Linked DNA regions of Mus musculus: region 2 is linked to region 1. The links are chromatin contacts, called in public HiChIP or PLAC-seq maps. All regions are on one chromosome and are shown on one strand. Each heading gives the region's core, a stretch centred on a gene start, on an enhancer-like site or on the middle of the called end of the contact. The rest is flanking DNA. Distances are from core to core; before and after follow the strand shown. Region 1 overlaps Flt3 (FMS-like tyrosine kinase 3). Region 2 has its middle 5.8 kb from the start of Gm35541.

Evidence for each region. HiChIP or PLAC-seq counts read pairs in DNA pulled down with a chosen protein or histone mark.
Region 2: a contact with region 1 is called in an H3K4me3 HiChIP or PLAC-seq map of bone marrow-derived macrophages, with 2.5 times the contacts expected there. The contact joins two enhancer-like sites. A contact is called at or near these places in 1 of 39 promoter capture datasets (the HPC-7 cell line), 1 of 484 Hi-C or Micro-C datasets (nephron progenitors) and 7 of 115 datasets of contacts at active chromatin or transcription factors (the 230-238 cell line, bone marrow-derived macrophages, craniofacial prominence and 2 more).

What each region holds. Positions count from the first base shown.
Region 1 is chr5:147,387,661-147,390,760 of GRCm38.p6, forward strand. The region is part of intron 1 of Flt3 (FMS-like tyrosine kinase 3); the gene reads right to left. Among named protein-coding and RNA genes, the nearest start is that of Gm26597, 10 kb to the right of the region's middle. Within about 2 kb of position 1,576, at least 44 of the 459 cell types and tissues checked have an H3K27ac peak or open chromatin away from gene starts, as enhancers often do. A contact at or near this core is called in bone marrow-derived macrophages, where this site is marked.
Region 2 is chr5:147,757,453-147,760,552 of GRCm38.p6, forward strand. No RefSeq gene overlaps it. Among named protein-coding and RNA genes, the nearest start is that of Gm35541, 5.8 kb to the left of the region's middle. Within about 2 kb of position 1,404, at least 97 of the 459 cell types and tissues checked have an H3K27ac peak or open chromatin away from gene starts, as enhancers often do. A contact at or near this core is called in bone marrow-derived macrophages, where this site is marked.

The sequences.
Region 1 (3,100 bases), core at 326-2,825:
AAATTAACTTTGTCCTTTTAAATACTGATTTTCATTTTTATGTTTTAATTAAAACTTTATTATAAAGAACTTGAAAATAAAATTGTCACACAGCAAAATTACCTTTTTGCTGTGATATTGGTGTTAAGTTTATGAGATTATTGGTGTGATTAAATCTATCATTCTGTCCTTTGATTTCTATGTACTTTGTTTGCTTTTAATTCCCTTGTCTTCTTTTTTCTGGCTTCTTTGGGAATAACTGACTTTTTACTTGAGTGTGTGTGTGTGTGAGTGTTTGTGTGTGTGTGTGTGTGTGTGTGTGCATACAGAGGCCAGACATTGACATGTGTGTGTTACTCTGTTATAGTTACTGTTGAGGTGCTGTGAGCAGACACCATGACGAAGGCAAGTCTTATAAAAGACAACATTTATTTGAGGCTGGCTTACAGCTTCAGAGCTTTAGTCTGATTTCATCATGGTAGAAAACACGACAGTGCGCACGCAGTCAGATATATTGGCTGGAGAAGGAGCTGAGGGTTCTACAACTTGACCTGAGGCAGAAGAAGAACTGACACACTAGACCTAGCTTGAGCGTAGACCTCAAAGCCCACCTCCATAGTGACACACTTCCTCCAACAGGGTCACACCTCCTAGCAGTGCCACTCTTTGTGGGCCAAGCATTCAAACCCATGAGTCTATGGGGACCACTCCTATTCAAATCACTACAGTCTCCATCACTCACAACCTAATTTTCTGAGACAGGTTCTTTCACGGAACCTGAGTTTCTGTTTCACCAAGAGGGCCAGCAAGCCACTGGGATCAACCTATCCCTACATCCCCAGCCCCAGCATTACAGAGGCGTGGCCTTCAAATGGATGCAACCGATCCAAATTCTCAGAACAACGGTATTTTCTGATCACTCCTCCTGTATGATAAGAGGCATTCCTGGAGGGATGTGATAAGCACATCTCCTCAGCCCAGATGGAGAGCCCACGAGAGAGCAAGATCCAGATGCCACCAAAGTCCAGCTGGCTTGAACCAGTGAGTTTTATTGGTGTTACAAAAATATGGGTGAGGGGTCACTTACAAGAGCAGAAATGACTCAAAGAATGATGCATCACCAAAGCCCATCCCAGCATGAGCTCACACAGCTGGGAACCCGGAGCCCAGTGCACAGCCTGCAGGCAGCTCAGCAGGTTGGAGAGCATCCTTTCCAAGTGACTCCATTGGGCTAAGCCTCTTGCAGGCAGCGCTGCTAGTTTCTGTTTCTCCCGGGCAGCTAGTTGGTCATGATCATCTCAAGAGTCGTCTCTGCAGCTTCTATTGCTTACTCTGGTAGGGACCTAGTGAATCCCTTCAGTTTTAGGGGCTTCTTGAAGCTGTTTTGAAGTTATTTTTATCTCCCTGCTTAGGATGAAATGTTTCAACTTCAGGGGAAACTGTTATGCAACACAACATCATTTGTATCCATAATATACAAAGAACTCCTCAAACGCAACAATAAGAAAGTCACAAAGCAAGGAAATGAGTAAGTGTGTGGGAATTGCATCACATCATCAGCCACATAGGGAAACACAAGTCAAAACCACAACATGCTGTGAATTAGAACTGGGAGGCCGGGAGGGAAGCTGGCAGCAAAATATTAAGACTCCGACCCAGGCTGAGAGGGGAACCAGGGACAAACCCAGAAATCCTGACTGCAGCCCGTGCAGACAATAGTGTTGAGCAACTGCAATCCCTATATGCCCTTGGGGCAGATGAAGATGGTTACGCATTTATGTAGCCTAAAACCCATCTATACAATACCATGCTTATGTATTTACCCAGGAGAAATTAACACTATGCGCCTGTACTTGAATTTTTACAAAACCACTCATAATTGGCAGAAACCAGGAGAAAACGGAAGTTCAAAAGGCAACTTAATAGATAAATAAACTACGACATAGCCACACATTAGAATACTATTCAGCAATAGAAAGGGAAAATACTGATATATAATAGCATGAGGTAATTGCAGAGATTTTTCTGAGAGTCCAGACATGGTGGGGCACAGCTTTAATCCTAGCATGCAGGAGGCAGGGGGAGGTGGATCTCATGAGTTCTAGGACAGCCAGATCAAAACATCAACAGGCCCAAAGACATTATTCTTTGTTTGTAAACCGAGTCAAAAGACCGCATATTATACAGTTCCACACACAATCTTTGAAAAGAGGGGGAAAATAGCAACAGCAAAGAGATGATTGACTGCCAGGGGTTGTGTGTAGAGAACCGGGGGTTTACAATGACCACAAGAAAATTGGGGGTGCGATGGATATGCTCTGCGTGTGGACGGTGATGTCAGTTGTCTGCTTGCTTCTAATAAACTCTGGGAAGCAGACATTTTAAAAGGCGACATTGCTGTAGCAGCGTGACTCAGTACTCATGCGTAACTTGACGTCATCAGTGTGAGGGTTCTTTCCCAAGAATCCGTTCCAAAGTGGAAATTCCCAGATCATTGTGGCAAAGCCAGGTGGGGACCTGAGGGAGCGTTGGAATCAAAAAATGGCGGGGAGGCTCCCAAATTTATCTGCTTTGAAAGGAAAAGAGTGGCCCTGGGAAGGGTGCTTCCAGGAGGATGACGTTAGTCTAAAATCAAAGTCTAGGCTAAAGTAGTTCTCTCTTGAGAAGCTCACGGTTCCTCCTACACTGTTCATACCTCCAACCCGCTTGACTCACGCTGGAGCCTCTAATAAAGTCTTTTCTTAATAAACCACAACGTTGTTTCGCACAACACCAGAACTAGGTAAATCCAGGTGTGGTAGTGCATGCCTGTAAGCCCTCCGGAGCTTGCAGCCCTCAGGAGGCTGAGGCAGGAGAGTTGCCTCAACTCTCAGGCAAGTCTGGTCTCCATGAGTTCAAAGCCAGCGAGCTACAGAGTGAGGCTGTGTCTCAACCAGCAGACACAAAACTCAAAGTGAACAAATAAATATAAGCTCTCCGGCGACAGAGCTATGGGTTTAGACGATATGAGACAGGGGAATGCCAAGACACCTCATCGCCTTTTCTTTCTTTTTAAACAATACTAAGAAGAAGTTTAGAATTGTTACATGTATGCCACATGATACCTGATACCTTCAGAGTC
Region 2 (3,100 bases), core at 154-2,653, 370 kb after region 1:
GGCTTTAATCCCAGAACTTGGGAGGCAGAAGCAGTCAGGTCTCTAAGTTCAAGGCCAGCCTGGTTCACAGAACAAATTCCAGGATAGCCAGGGCTAAACAGGGAAACCCTGTCTCAAAAACAAAAGCAACAAACAAACAAACAAAACAAAACAAAACAAAACAAAACAAAAATTGTACTTCAACGGCTGAGCATAGTGGAGCGTGCCTTTAATTCCAGCACTCAGGAGGCAAAAGTAGGCAGATCTCTGTGAATTTGAGGCCAGCCTGGTCTACATAGTGAGTTCCAGTACAGCCAGAGCTACAGAGTGAGACTTTGTCTCAGAAAAAAAAATATCTATGTCTATGTCTGTCTATATGTCTATGTCTATGTCTATGTCTATGTCTATGTCTATGTCTATGTCTATGTCTATGTCTATGTCTATGTCTATATATCCAGAAACCTGGTTTTAAAATTAACCTCATTATCATTTTTAAAAAGATTATTTTTATTTTACATGTGTGGGTGTTTTGCTTACATGTATGTCTGTGTACCATGTACATGCAATACCTATGCAGGCCAGAGAGGGCGTCAGATCCCCTGGAACTGGGGTCACGATTGTGAGCTGCCGTGTTAGGTGCTGGGAACTGAACCTGGTCTTCTGCAAGAGCAAGCATTGAGTGCTCTTAAATGCTGAGCCATCTCCCTCAGCCTCCTTATCACATCTTAATAGCTCGCTGCCTTTTGATAATTTACATGGAATCACTCTTCAGTGAACTTCCATCAAATTGCCCAGAAGCGAAACCAGAAGCCAGACTCCTCCTCCTGGTCGTTTGCTGGTGGCGTGGGAGGGCGTGGTCAGGCTACAAGGAGCAGCCTCCACAGCCTAGGAGGCTTTCTGAGGAATTCTTACTCATTCAGGAAACTCCCAGCCACAAACTTGGCCATGGAAGGTGCAGACCTTGTTGGAGGGTCTTCACAGTCAGCACGTGGCAAAAATCACTCAGGGTTCTGCTGCTTGGTCCTGAAGCAACCGATATTGGTCAGCACACAAATGCACGCATGTGCAGTGGGAAGCCTGGAGCCCCTCTGAATGGGACCTAATAAAGGACGGTTAATGAGTGAGAGATCACTGCTTAGCAGATAACATCTGTAGAAACGAAGCCCAGGCTGGGAGTTCTGTGCGCAGCAGCGGGAGATTCTCAAAGTGAAAGCAGCATCCCTGTTTCCTTCGCATCTCCAATCCAGCAAGCATCTACAGAACAAGCAGGTCGTGGAATATCCTGCTCCAGTTGAAATAGCCTACCACCACAAATCCCGGGAAGACTGTAGCGGGCTTCAGACAGACAGGACAATATGTCAGTTTGTATTCAGAGCCTTGATTACTTCACTTTCATTTCATCAAGTGAGCTCTTCCACAAGACATCCACCCTCCTCTTCCTCTTCTTCCTTCTCCTTTCTCTTTTAAACCATTTTCAGCAGTGCTAGCTATATTTATACTGTTGAGCAATCTTTCTCCCCTGTTAAACTGAAACTGACCCCATTAAACACCAACTCCCCGCTCCTCCCCCACCTCCCCGCCCCCCAGATCCTGCCCACCAATTCCAGGAAATGGATTCCTATAGGTAGCTCATAAGGGCAGATTTGTATAGGGTCTGCTTTTTTGTTACTTCCCCGTTTCCCTTAGCACAGTGTGTTGCAAGCTCATCCATATTATGTGGATGATTAATACTCCAAGGTATGTGTAACCCCGTTATCTATGGCACATGAGCTGCTTGGCTGTTCTAAGACAGCTACAGACATGGTATAGTAATAATTCTTTGAGCATCTATTTGGAATTGGGGGAGCGGGGAGGGTTAGACCAGGAAATAAAGGTGTAAGCCATAGGATAATTCTTTTAATTATTTGAAGGATCTCCATATTGGTTTTCCAAAATGGCTGCAACTTGATCCACTCTCACCATGGCACACGTACATCCCGATCTCGTCACGTCTTGACGGTGTTCGTTGTTTTCTATTTCCTTTCCTCTGCTCTTCTTTGCCATAGCCATCCTAATGGATGTGAGGTGCTACCCTGGTCCATTAGCCTGGATGCTAACTTGCTCCCAGAGTGGCTCATGCTCTAAGGGCCTTAAGCACAACCACTCTGAACAGGTACAATGGGATGGAGCTTTTCTTAACACATTTATGTAAGAGTATTAATGCTAAATTATGGATGCTTTCTGTCCTTGCGAGGTTGAGTCTACTAACAGCCCAAGGGAGGTACATTTCCTTTTTAGATAAAAAGTTTCCTGTTTCCATAGCTTTGCCCCGCCCCCTGCTGCTCCTCCTTCCTTGTTGGATGTACCTCTAGATTCCTTTGACCTGTCTCATGCTTCATGTGCCCCCTGAAGGTGAAAGTTCCCCCCCCCTTTTAATCAGCCCTTTTCTTTCATAGTACTGTCCATAGACAGCTGTAGCTATCTATGCCCTTGACTTTGATAGGACTAGCAGATTGAGTATCTCAATCCAGGTGGCACTTAAACATTCATGGGCCTTCCAGTCATGCTATAGGTAGCCTACTGCCTTCAAGTTCAAACTATACTTGGTCCCTTCCCCTTCCAAACTTGAAGTCCGAGTTCCTAGCTATGTGTTTGTCAAAGCCAGAGACCTGAGGATCAGCCTGTCACACAAGTATGACATCACTTTTCCACCCTGTCTTGAGTCAGCCTTTAGAGAGTCACATTCAGAGAGGCTCACAGCTGATGTGGGTGTACACACTCATACATGTATAAACCTTCATGCAGGATGGGATATACCTGGTGGGTAGACAATGGGATGAGGGGGCAAAGGGGGGGACAGTTTTCAGTTCAGGGGACATTTGGCAGTGTCTAGAGCCTGGGGTGGCACTATGGAGTGTTGCTAGCTTCCAGTGGGCTGAAGCTAGAGATGTTAAACAGCTTATGGGACTTGGGGTGACCTCTCCAATCCTGCCCCAATATGGTCCTAGACTTCTGCCACCCTGTGCCCCCAGGTTCCCCTTCACTGGAGACTGAGGCAAACCTTGTCTGCTCAGAGTTGCTTGTGGACCAGAGCCTTATGTACAGAAGCACCTCAGCATCTCCAGGGCACCCAGTCCCACCT